Regions from separate parts of the Hordeum vulgare genome. Here all the other regions are linked to region 1. A link is a contact called in public Hi-C data. All regions are on one chromosome and are shown on one strand. Each heading gives the region's core, a stretch centred on a gene start, on an enhancer-like site or on the middle of the called end of the contact. The rest is flanking DNA. Distances are from core to core; before and after follow the strand shown.

The links. Hi-C and Micro-C count contacts between places; a contact is called where the count stands out from the background.
Region 2: a Hi-C map of leaf shows a contact between it and region 1, with 2.6 times the contacts expected there. The contact joins the promoter of LOC123397557 here to the promoter of LOC123453194 in region 1. A contact is called at or near these places in 4 of 6 Hi-C or Micro-C datasets (leaf and seedling) and 1 of 1 datasets of contacts at active chromatin or transcription factors (embryo).
Region 3: a Hi-C map of seedling shows a contact between it and region 1, with 4 times the contacts expected there. The contact joins the promoter of LOC123396657 here to the promoter of LOC123453194 in region 1. A contact is called at or near these places in 2 of 6 Hi-C or Micro-C datasets (leaf and seedling).

What each region holds. Positions count from the first base shown.
Region 1 is chr5H:278,379,605-278,382,504 of MorexV3_pseudomolecules_assembly, forward strand. LOC123453194 (stem-specific protein TSJT1) reads right to left here and starts at 1,558. Exons shown (of 4, transcript XM_045129971.1): 1 at 1,257-1,558. The coding sequence starts at 1,459.
Region 2 is chr5H:278,991,897-278,994,805 of MorexV3_pseudomolecules_assembly, forward strand. It overlaps LOC123397557 (cation/calcium exchanger 5), which reads right to left and starts at 1,552. Exons shown (of 2, transcript XM_045092090.1): 1 at 603-1,552. The coding sequence starts at 1,535.
Region 3 is chr5H:279,123,354-279,126,129 of MorexV3_pseudomolecules_assembly, forward strand. LOC123396657 (protein trichome birefringence-like 10) reads left to right here and starts at 1,410. Exons shown (of 4, transcript XM_045091529.1): 1 at 1,410-2,329. The coding sequence starts at 1,881.

The sequences.
Region 1 (2,900 bases), core at 308-2,807:
GCTAAAATGTTGTCACTCTCACGGCCTGATGGTTTATTCATCCATATAAGCTCCTCACGTCAACAACAAAATAGTTTTTTTTGGAAACAAGACTCAACAACAAAATAGTGGAGTATTACCAATAGTAGATCACGGGCTTGTCCCTTTTCTTAAACGATACTAATTACTACTCCGCCTAACGAAGAATACGAAGCCCGTTTGTTGTCAAAGTCAAATTAATGGACACCACGCCTTTGGAAGGTGGCACGATGTTGACCTGCAAGTTGCCAAAGATGTGGTGGCGTTTTTTTCGTCAGCATACGTGACAGTTTCTATGCCAACATAGCAATTGACGTATTTTCTTTCTTATTGATTTTTCCTTACACTTCCACCTACCATTACACGTAGGGTAGATAAACAAAATCGAAAATATCCCAGGGGCCAGGGCCCCAACCGGGAGGCAGGAATTTTATGCTGAAAGGGTCAATTGTCACAACATCCGAAATATCCGAGCAAAAATAATCGTGTATTCGAAACGCGCGCGGCCAGAAACTAGTTTTTGTGGCGAGCAATATGTTTCCTCGACGGATAAATCTCCGTCGCAATCACGAGCCGCAGAACTAGGCCAGTGAGATACAAGCGATAAACAGAGGAAACTGGGTTGGTGGCTAGGTCCATCACCTAATGGAATGGACTGCCAAGGTTACATTATTGCATGCTTTAGTCTTCGGAAAGCAACACGCCCTTGTACTAAGGACAGGAAATTGTCGGATTATAGTAGATATCACAGGATGTGTCCCATATGAAAATTACCGAAAGCCATGGTGCTTATTAGCTACTCCTCTGTCTCATAATATATACTGCCGTGTGAGGTTGTGTGATGATAAGATGATATGATTGTGACTACTGACTAGTGGAGCCCACCTTATCATCTAGCCATTCAGGCGGGCACTAAAAGTCACCCACAACATGCGAGAGGCATGGCAGGTGTATGTATGCCGGTAACGTTTTGGACACTGTACCGTAGCACCTGGACCATGGCTACCAGCTAACCTCACCATCACGAAGCTTCATCACTAACTAAAGAACAAAAGCAGAGCGCTTCTAAGGCAGAGCGGAACAAACGATCTACGTATACAATCAACCGTCCGTTTCGTTCCCTTCCATAAAAGATCTATGCATGCACGGAGATCAATCGGTCTCGAATCCATGGATCCTGCAGGTGTTCAAGGAAGAGAAGAGTCGATTAAGCCACAAAGACGCAGCAGGTATTATACCTTGGGAGGAGGAGGGACTCTTTGACGTGGGAGTAGGCGAGGTTGCCCAGCGATCCCAGCTCCACGGACACGGCCGGGTCGGCGCCGGCGAGGAAGCGTTTCACCAGCTCCGACGCCCGCGTCTTGGGCGACGGCGTCCGGCTGCCGGCCGCCACCAGCTCCGCCGGCACCTCCACCACCTCGCCGCTGAACACCGCCAACATCCTGGCTCAAACAAACAAACTACACCTAAGCTAGGTAGAAATTGCAGGCAGCTTGTGGCCTTCCACACTCCTTGGATGATACTAGTTGGACGGGTGAAATGGAGGAGGGGGAGAGGCGCTGGTTATATAGGCCCGGGAGAGTGGCAGAACCCAGGCGCAGGGCCCCTGGTTTGCTTAACCACCTGGGGCCCACACAGCGCAAGTATCTTTCCTTGGGTTTAATTTAGTTTACGGCAAACCTCGGTCGGACTTCCTTTCTTTGGGTTAAGCCTATAATACGGATGCATCCGGTGCACGCACATGGACGTGTCATCATGCGTTGGTCGATGCCCTCGTTCTGCCGGCACGTACTGCTGGATTGTGCCTGTGCTAATCGTGCCTTACCGTCTCACCTGCATGAGTTCGCGTATGAGGGTGCACATATTGGACACGAAGGCGCAAGGCAGATTTCCCTCAAGCAAAGTTGGAACTTTTTATTTGTTGCGGGTAGCAAAGTTGGAACTTTGATGCTGCCGTGGAGTGGAGAAATAGAAACGATGGGCTGCAAGTTTGTATATCATTTTTCTTTGGAGCAAAGGTGGGACGACGGTGGCTCTCGTGTGGACAACCCTGGGGCAGTCCAGGAAGAAGAAGAAAACGCGAGGGACCTCGTCCTGGCGAGCATTATCGGCGGGTTCGGCCAAAGCACTGAGAAGATTGTGGAATCCAGAGGGTGTGTGTCAGCGTGTGCGGTGCGGGGGAGGGCCGAGGGGCGTGACGAATGAAGCCGTGCGCAGGTGGGATGGCGACGGGTGATGGAGTGCTGCCTCCGTTGCTTCCGTCGCGTCGCGTGGCCGTGAGGTATCGTGAGCGTGACGCGCGTGGTTTTCGTTGGCATGCTGAAACGGGGCGCCAGGAATTAAGGGTGTGTTTGGTTTTCAGAACCAAGTGAAACGGTAAGGGTCGGTTCCGTTTCGAATTTCCATTCACGTGTTTGGATTGTTAGAGGAACCGAAACCATTTGATTTCATGAAACGACATATTCCCTGGATATGACGTTTCGTGCGGTCTCTCGAAATCGAGCGGACCACACGAAACCGACCGGCTCTTTCCTTTCCCCTTCTCTCCACGCCGCACCGCCTGCACGTGTGCCCCGTCGCTGCTCGCATGCGTCCTACGCCGTTGCTTGCCTGCGTGTGTCCTCCGCCGCTGCTCGCTTGTGTCGTCCGCCGCTGCTAGCCTAGCGTGTCCACCGTCGCTGCTCGCATGCGTCCTACGCCGTTGCTTGCCTACGTGTGTCCTTCGCCGCTGCTCGCTTGTGTCGTCCGCCACTGCTAGCCTAGCGTGTCCACCGCTGCTGCTCGCTTGCGTGTGCTCTGCCACTGCTCGCCTGCGTCCTTCGTCGTTGCTCGCCCGTGGGTGCTCCGCCACTGCTCGTCTGCGTGCGCCGCCGTCACTGCTC
Region 2 (2,909 bases), core at 302-2,801, 610 kb after region 1:
GTAACTTCACCAACTTTGCAAATGTAAGGGACTGGATATGCTAGATTTACTGCCTTTATATATTAAAAAATAAGTAGAATGCAACATTCCAAAATACACAAGTGAATCAACTAAGCCACTGCAGGAAAGAGTGAAGAAAATGAGCAAGTGATGAGCTTCCTTATTTTTATCATTTCAGCAACCTTTCATAAAAGGCACTATGTGCTAGACTTGCTGCCCCTATCAATATGACAAAAATCAAATAGAATGCAACATCTTAAACTACAAGTGAACTACATGTCTACATGCTATAATATGAAAACTTTTCTGGACAACTAGCAGATTAAATACCTTTCCAAGTGCTTAATATCTTTCTTCTCGAGAATCTCAGTTCAGAGAAAACGCTTATTAAGGTAATCCACCAAAAGGATAAAGTCAACCCACCCCACTAACAACAGTTGCAAATAAACAAAACAAGTATTCAACAGTTTAAATGAGTATTTTCTTGTCGAAGACACAGCTACCAAAAAGACACATTGCCTAGAATTACTGAAATGATGTCTCAATCTACTCAGATTTCAAGACATATTCAATAGAGCAATAAAATATTGCTTCGTTCATACCTTGGTGAGCACCGTCCACAAACTAGCTTTGCGTTGCTTCCGATGCTCCACTGAGACTGGCAAGTCCATCGCCGCGCGGTCCATGCCATTCGCCATCTCCAGCTCGATAGAGCTGATTGCCTTTCCCACCGAACCCAAATCCATATAAAACACTAAGCCGACGAAGAAGACATAGAAGAGGACGAGTCCGACGGCCTGCCACAGGAATATCTCGGCGCTGAGGTAGATGTAGAAAAGCGCCGACGCGGCGAGGAGGTATAAGAAGACGTCGCGCGTGAATGAAGCCGGCGGGACAGCGAAGGGCGCGGCGATAAGGGAGACGGCGCCAACGACGAACGCGGAAACGAAGGCACCCGCGGAGAGGATGGCGGCCAGCCCGGCCCGGGGCAGCCCGCCCTCGCCGCGTAGCGCGGCGGCGGAAGCGAACGCATCGGGGGCGCCATTTCCGAGCGCGAGGAGCGTAACGGCGGCCATGGACGGGGAGAGACGGAGGCGGGACGCGAGGCGGGATACTGCCGGGGAGAAGTGGGTCCCCGCGGCCACGGCGAGAAACCGGAAGTGGAGGAGGAGGAGGAGCGCGAGGATGGGGAGGGAGAGGCGGCGGTCGGCGCGAAGGAGGCAGGAGTGGACGGCCGCGTAGTTGAGGAGACCCGGCGCGGGGTCGGCTCTGACGGAGGCGCAGGCGGCGGCGGTGTGTGGGAGGGAGGCCATGCCATGCGCTAGCTGCCGATGCACCCGCGCGGCGACGGCGGTGAAGTAATGGCGGGCGCGAGGAGGGGAGGTGGGGGATTTCGGTGGAGATGGCCGACAGTGAGTGGGATCGGCACGGACGCCGACGCCCAACGCGTTGGGCGAAGCCCACCACCAGGCAGGCGGAGTGGCCGATGCCGAACTTACTGGTGGTGGGTCCCGTTCTACGGAGAAGATGGACATGCAACACGCGTGGACGAGCGGACCGGCCCAAATTTTGGGTTAAAACGCGAGGTGGGCCGTTGTATGTTTTTTTTTTCGAGAGTACGCCAATGGCGTACCATATCTCTACTATTAAAGGGGAATCGAACATCGTGATGGTTCAACCTACCGATGGTTCGACCTCCCAGCGATCCCACCTCGTCCCCGAACAAAAAAAAAACCCGTCACCGAGCCTCCCACTCGCGCCCCCTCAGCCACCAACCGCTCCCTCCCCCCTCCCCTCTCGATCCAGATCGGATCGGGGCTGAGGTCGCGCCGCCCCGTCGGTGCCCCACTGCCGGGCCACCACCAGCCCACGCCGCTGGCCGCCCCCCTCATTGGCCCCATGTTGGTGCTCGGCCCTGTCCTCTCTGTGATCTTATCGAGTGACAAAGAAGGTGGAAGGGGAAAGCATCTTCTGGCTAGCCAGAGAAGAGAGAAGACGCAGCAGGGGAGGAGGAAGAGTCGCCCGCGCGTCGTCGACGGGCCCTCCCCGCCGTCACGCCGGGGCGGGGGCAGCGCCGGACAGAGGCTCCGGCTGCCGGTGCAGCTGCGGCAAGTGTCGCGGACGCGGAAAGCGGGCCCAGGAGGGGAAGGGGGCTCTCATGCGCTCCGCCTCCGAGCCGGCGCTCTGGTAGCACGACGCCCGCGTCCACCCCGCGCAGCCCCGCCCGCCGTCCCCGTCGCCGCGGCCGCTCGACCGCCCGCACACCTGGCGGCCGGCATGGCCTCGCCGGGGCTCTAACTCGGCAGCATGGCGTCGGGCCGTTGCCGGTGACCCCGGCCACCCCAGCCTCCTCCACGCTCAGATACGACCTCCCCGCCTCCTTCATTTATTGATCTGTTGCACGGCTCAACGATTGTCTCAAGCCTAGGGTGTCAATGAGATGCTCTTCTGTCACCATCGCTGGGGACGCGGCTCCGCGCAAGAAGGCTAGGAGGCAAGGCGTCATTGGCGAGGTGTTGGATCTTGGTTGAGATGGAAGAGAAAGGGGATCGTGCCTGCTTCTTGCAATCGATTTAGAGGGGAAAGATTCAGGAATAGGTAACATTGCGGTGCCGTGCCGCTTCAGGCAATCTCTGAAAAAAGATTCAGATGGAGGAAACATTGCAGTGCCCATGCATCCTATCTCTGAATAAATTGCGGTGCCTCTACTGTAGGCTATCTCCAGAGAGAACAAGAGGGAAATTATTCAAGAGAAACACATTTTTTTGGGATATGTAGTTTGCTTTGCTTACTACGTGGTAGATAATGTTGAGGGAGAGATTTCAAACTGCTGGATGTTGCTATTGTATGGACTAGAAGCTGCTAAATGTCTTGATTCCCCAAGTATACTTACTTATCTGTGGTTTAAT
Region 3 (2,776 bases), core at 160-2,659, 740 kb after region 1:
TAAGCTGAGCGCCACCCCAAGCCTTGTCCCCCTAAGCTAAGGGGTGCGACTAGGGTATGGGGAGCCCCACGCCTTTGGTGCGTCGCCCCATATGGGAAGGATCCCCTCCTCAAAGGTGGATGCCCTCCCCTCGACCTATATATTCCCAAAGGGGGAGGCCCTCTTTGCACACAATTTTCTGCGCAAAGGATCACCCTTCTTTCTCATTCTACAACAAAGTTATCCCTCCCTAAATGGCTTCTCATCCCTCCTCTTTTACATCGGCATCATCGAGCTTTCGGTGGCGAAGCGCTATTGGAACACATGTGTCCTATGCGTGCAATCAGTAGAGGGATCATACATTCAATTCTTGTTCGAGGGAATTGTTCGTGGGACTTCGTGGTCTTCACCAACTCTTCTTCCGTTGCAACTCGAATTTGGTAGCAATCAGGAAGCCTTATGCATCTTCATAGTGGCCCTAAAAACTTGATTCGTAGGGCACATTTTTTTCCTGTTTTCTACTGCATTTCCTAACACTTGTGAGCCCTTATTGGTGACGACACGGCTTCCCGTCTTGAGCTCGGCTGTCTGCATAATACGAGTGGTGATCAAAACTAAAAGCCCTCCCTCCCTACACCCGTCAATTTGCTTCGTTGTCTTCATTGATGACGTCGTAGCCAGCTATGTCATACCCGTATCCGACGAGGTCCTTGAGAGCCCTCACCGAGAAGCACATGGCCGATATCTACGTGCATGTGCGTGTTGTCAATCCAATTTGTGCCCCATGAGAGACCCCCTAGCAGCGACCGTGTGATCTTGGCGTGCGTGGCCTATTGAATTCATGCTCCAACTAATTCATCTAAAAGTCCGAGCTAATGGAGGGACTTGAACCTGGGTGGCTAGGTTGTACATTCACTCCACAGCCAAGTGAGCTAGTCTCACTGCAGGCAATATATTTTGAACAATTCCTCTCATATTTAGATTGTCTTAGGCTTTAGACGGGAGGTTTGTGTATGTTGTTACTATTTTTAGCCTTGAACTCGAAACCTCCTAAAGCTGATACAATATTGAATCTATGTTTCAGTCAATCAATCGAGAAATGTGAACTCATGATGAGAAATGGGCAACATATTTCAATAATGCCAAGGAGCCATTTTTGACTACATGGAAAAAACGACATTCCAAAGTGAGACTAGTACCCACTCTGTCCCATAATGTAAAAAATGTTTTTATATTACAAAACGGAGTAAGTAATATGTTATTGGTGACATATAAGTAACACATGCTTCGTTGATCAAATTGAGGGCTAAAAAACCACACATGGCCTATAAACCAGATACGGGGAGCAAATGAGAGCGATAAAATTTGATTGTGGATTACCAACTCATTACTCCTACCTATCCTAGCCGGCACGTCCGGATCTGCAGGCTTCCCATCCAGCCTTCTCCCCCGCCTCCACTTCTACCTTGCCCCTCTTTCCACGGCCCCTCACCCACACCAACACTTAACCCGTAATGCCGTAATGGCTCATCATGGCGAGCGAACGGAGTACTTTGGAACTAGCCGTCGTAGTACATGCCAAATACTCCCCACACGCATCGCTTTCCCCCAAATCAAAACCCAGCAGAGAGACGGAGATGATTCGCTTGCTGCTTCCTTCCCCCGCTCGTCCACATCCCCGTCCCGTCTCATAAACTTCGGCCTCTCTGCAACTCCCTCCTCCCCCACTACTTTCCTCCAACTTCCCACTCCTTTAATTGAAGCCAGAGCCGCGGGGGCTCGCGAGTCGTGATTAGCTAGCCTGCTGCGCGGCCGGCCGAGGAGGAGGAGATCTCTTGCCTGTGCTGTTGGTCTCTTTTCTCCTTGCTTCACGAATCACGAGGGTGGGGAGGGGAGGGGCGATGGTGGGGTCGCCGACGAAGCGGCTGGCGCGGCGGGTGATGAAGAGGCCGCTGGAGAAGGCCGGGATGGTGGGGCTCGCCGTGATGGCCACGGCCACCGCCGCGCTCCTGCTGCTCGTCTGCGCCGCGTCGCTCCGCTGCTCCGCCGCCCTCGACTACGCGCTCGCGGCGCCCAGGAAGCTCTGGAGCGGCGGGGTCTCCATCGCGGCCGAGACGTCGCCGTCGCCGTCGGCGGAGAGGGGGCGCGGCGCCCATGCGGCGGCGGCGATGGTGGTAGGGGAGGAGTGCGACCTGTTCAACGGGAGCTGGATGTGGGATGACACCTACCCGCTCTACGAGTCCAAGGACTGCCCCTTCTTAGACGTCGGGTTCCGGTGCTCGGAAAACGGCCGGCCGGACGCTTCCTATGTCAAATGGCGGTGGCAGCCGTCGCGCTGCGATCTACCCAGGTTGGTTGGACTTCACTACTTCTTGCTTGTGCAGTTGTTACTAGTACCCCTCCATTTTTTAAGAATCGACTTGAATCCAGTCACGAGAACCTTAAATTCTTTATCTGTCATGAATTTTAACATGGCGCTCGATGGTGAGATGAATGCAAATTCGCATTTGTATTCACAAGTTCCAATCCATTACGGGTCCTTGGTCACGTGGATAGGTTGGCTTTGCAGTTTGTAGTTTCTTGGGCTAACTTGTCAAAAAGAAGATAATAGGATGGCGATGGTTTGTTAAATAAACGTGATGCAATCTAGCGATCAACATGTTGCATTTTGTACATAATGGGGATTAAAATTGCAGCAGTAGTTCTGACTAGTGAGATGGGTGCGCATTTTATAATCTGAACCCTACTTAACATTAGATTATTCAAACATGGCGCTGCGGACGACCGATTCACCTTA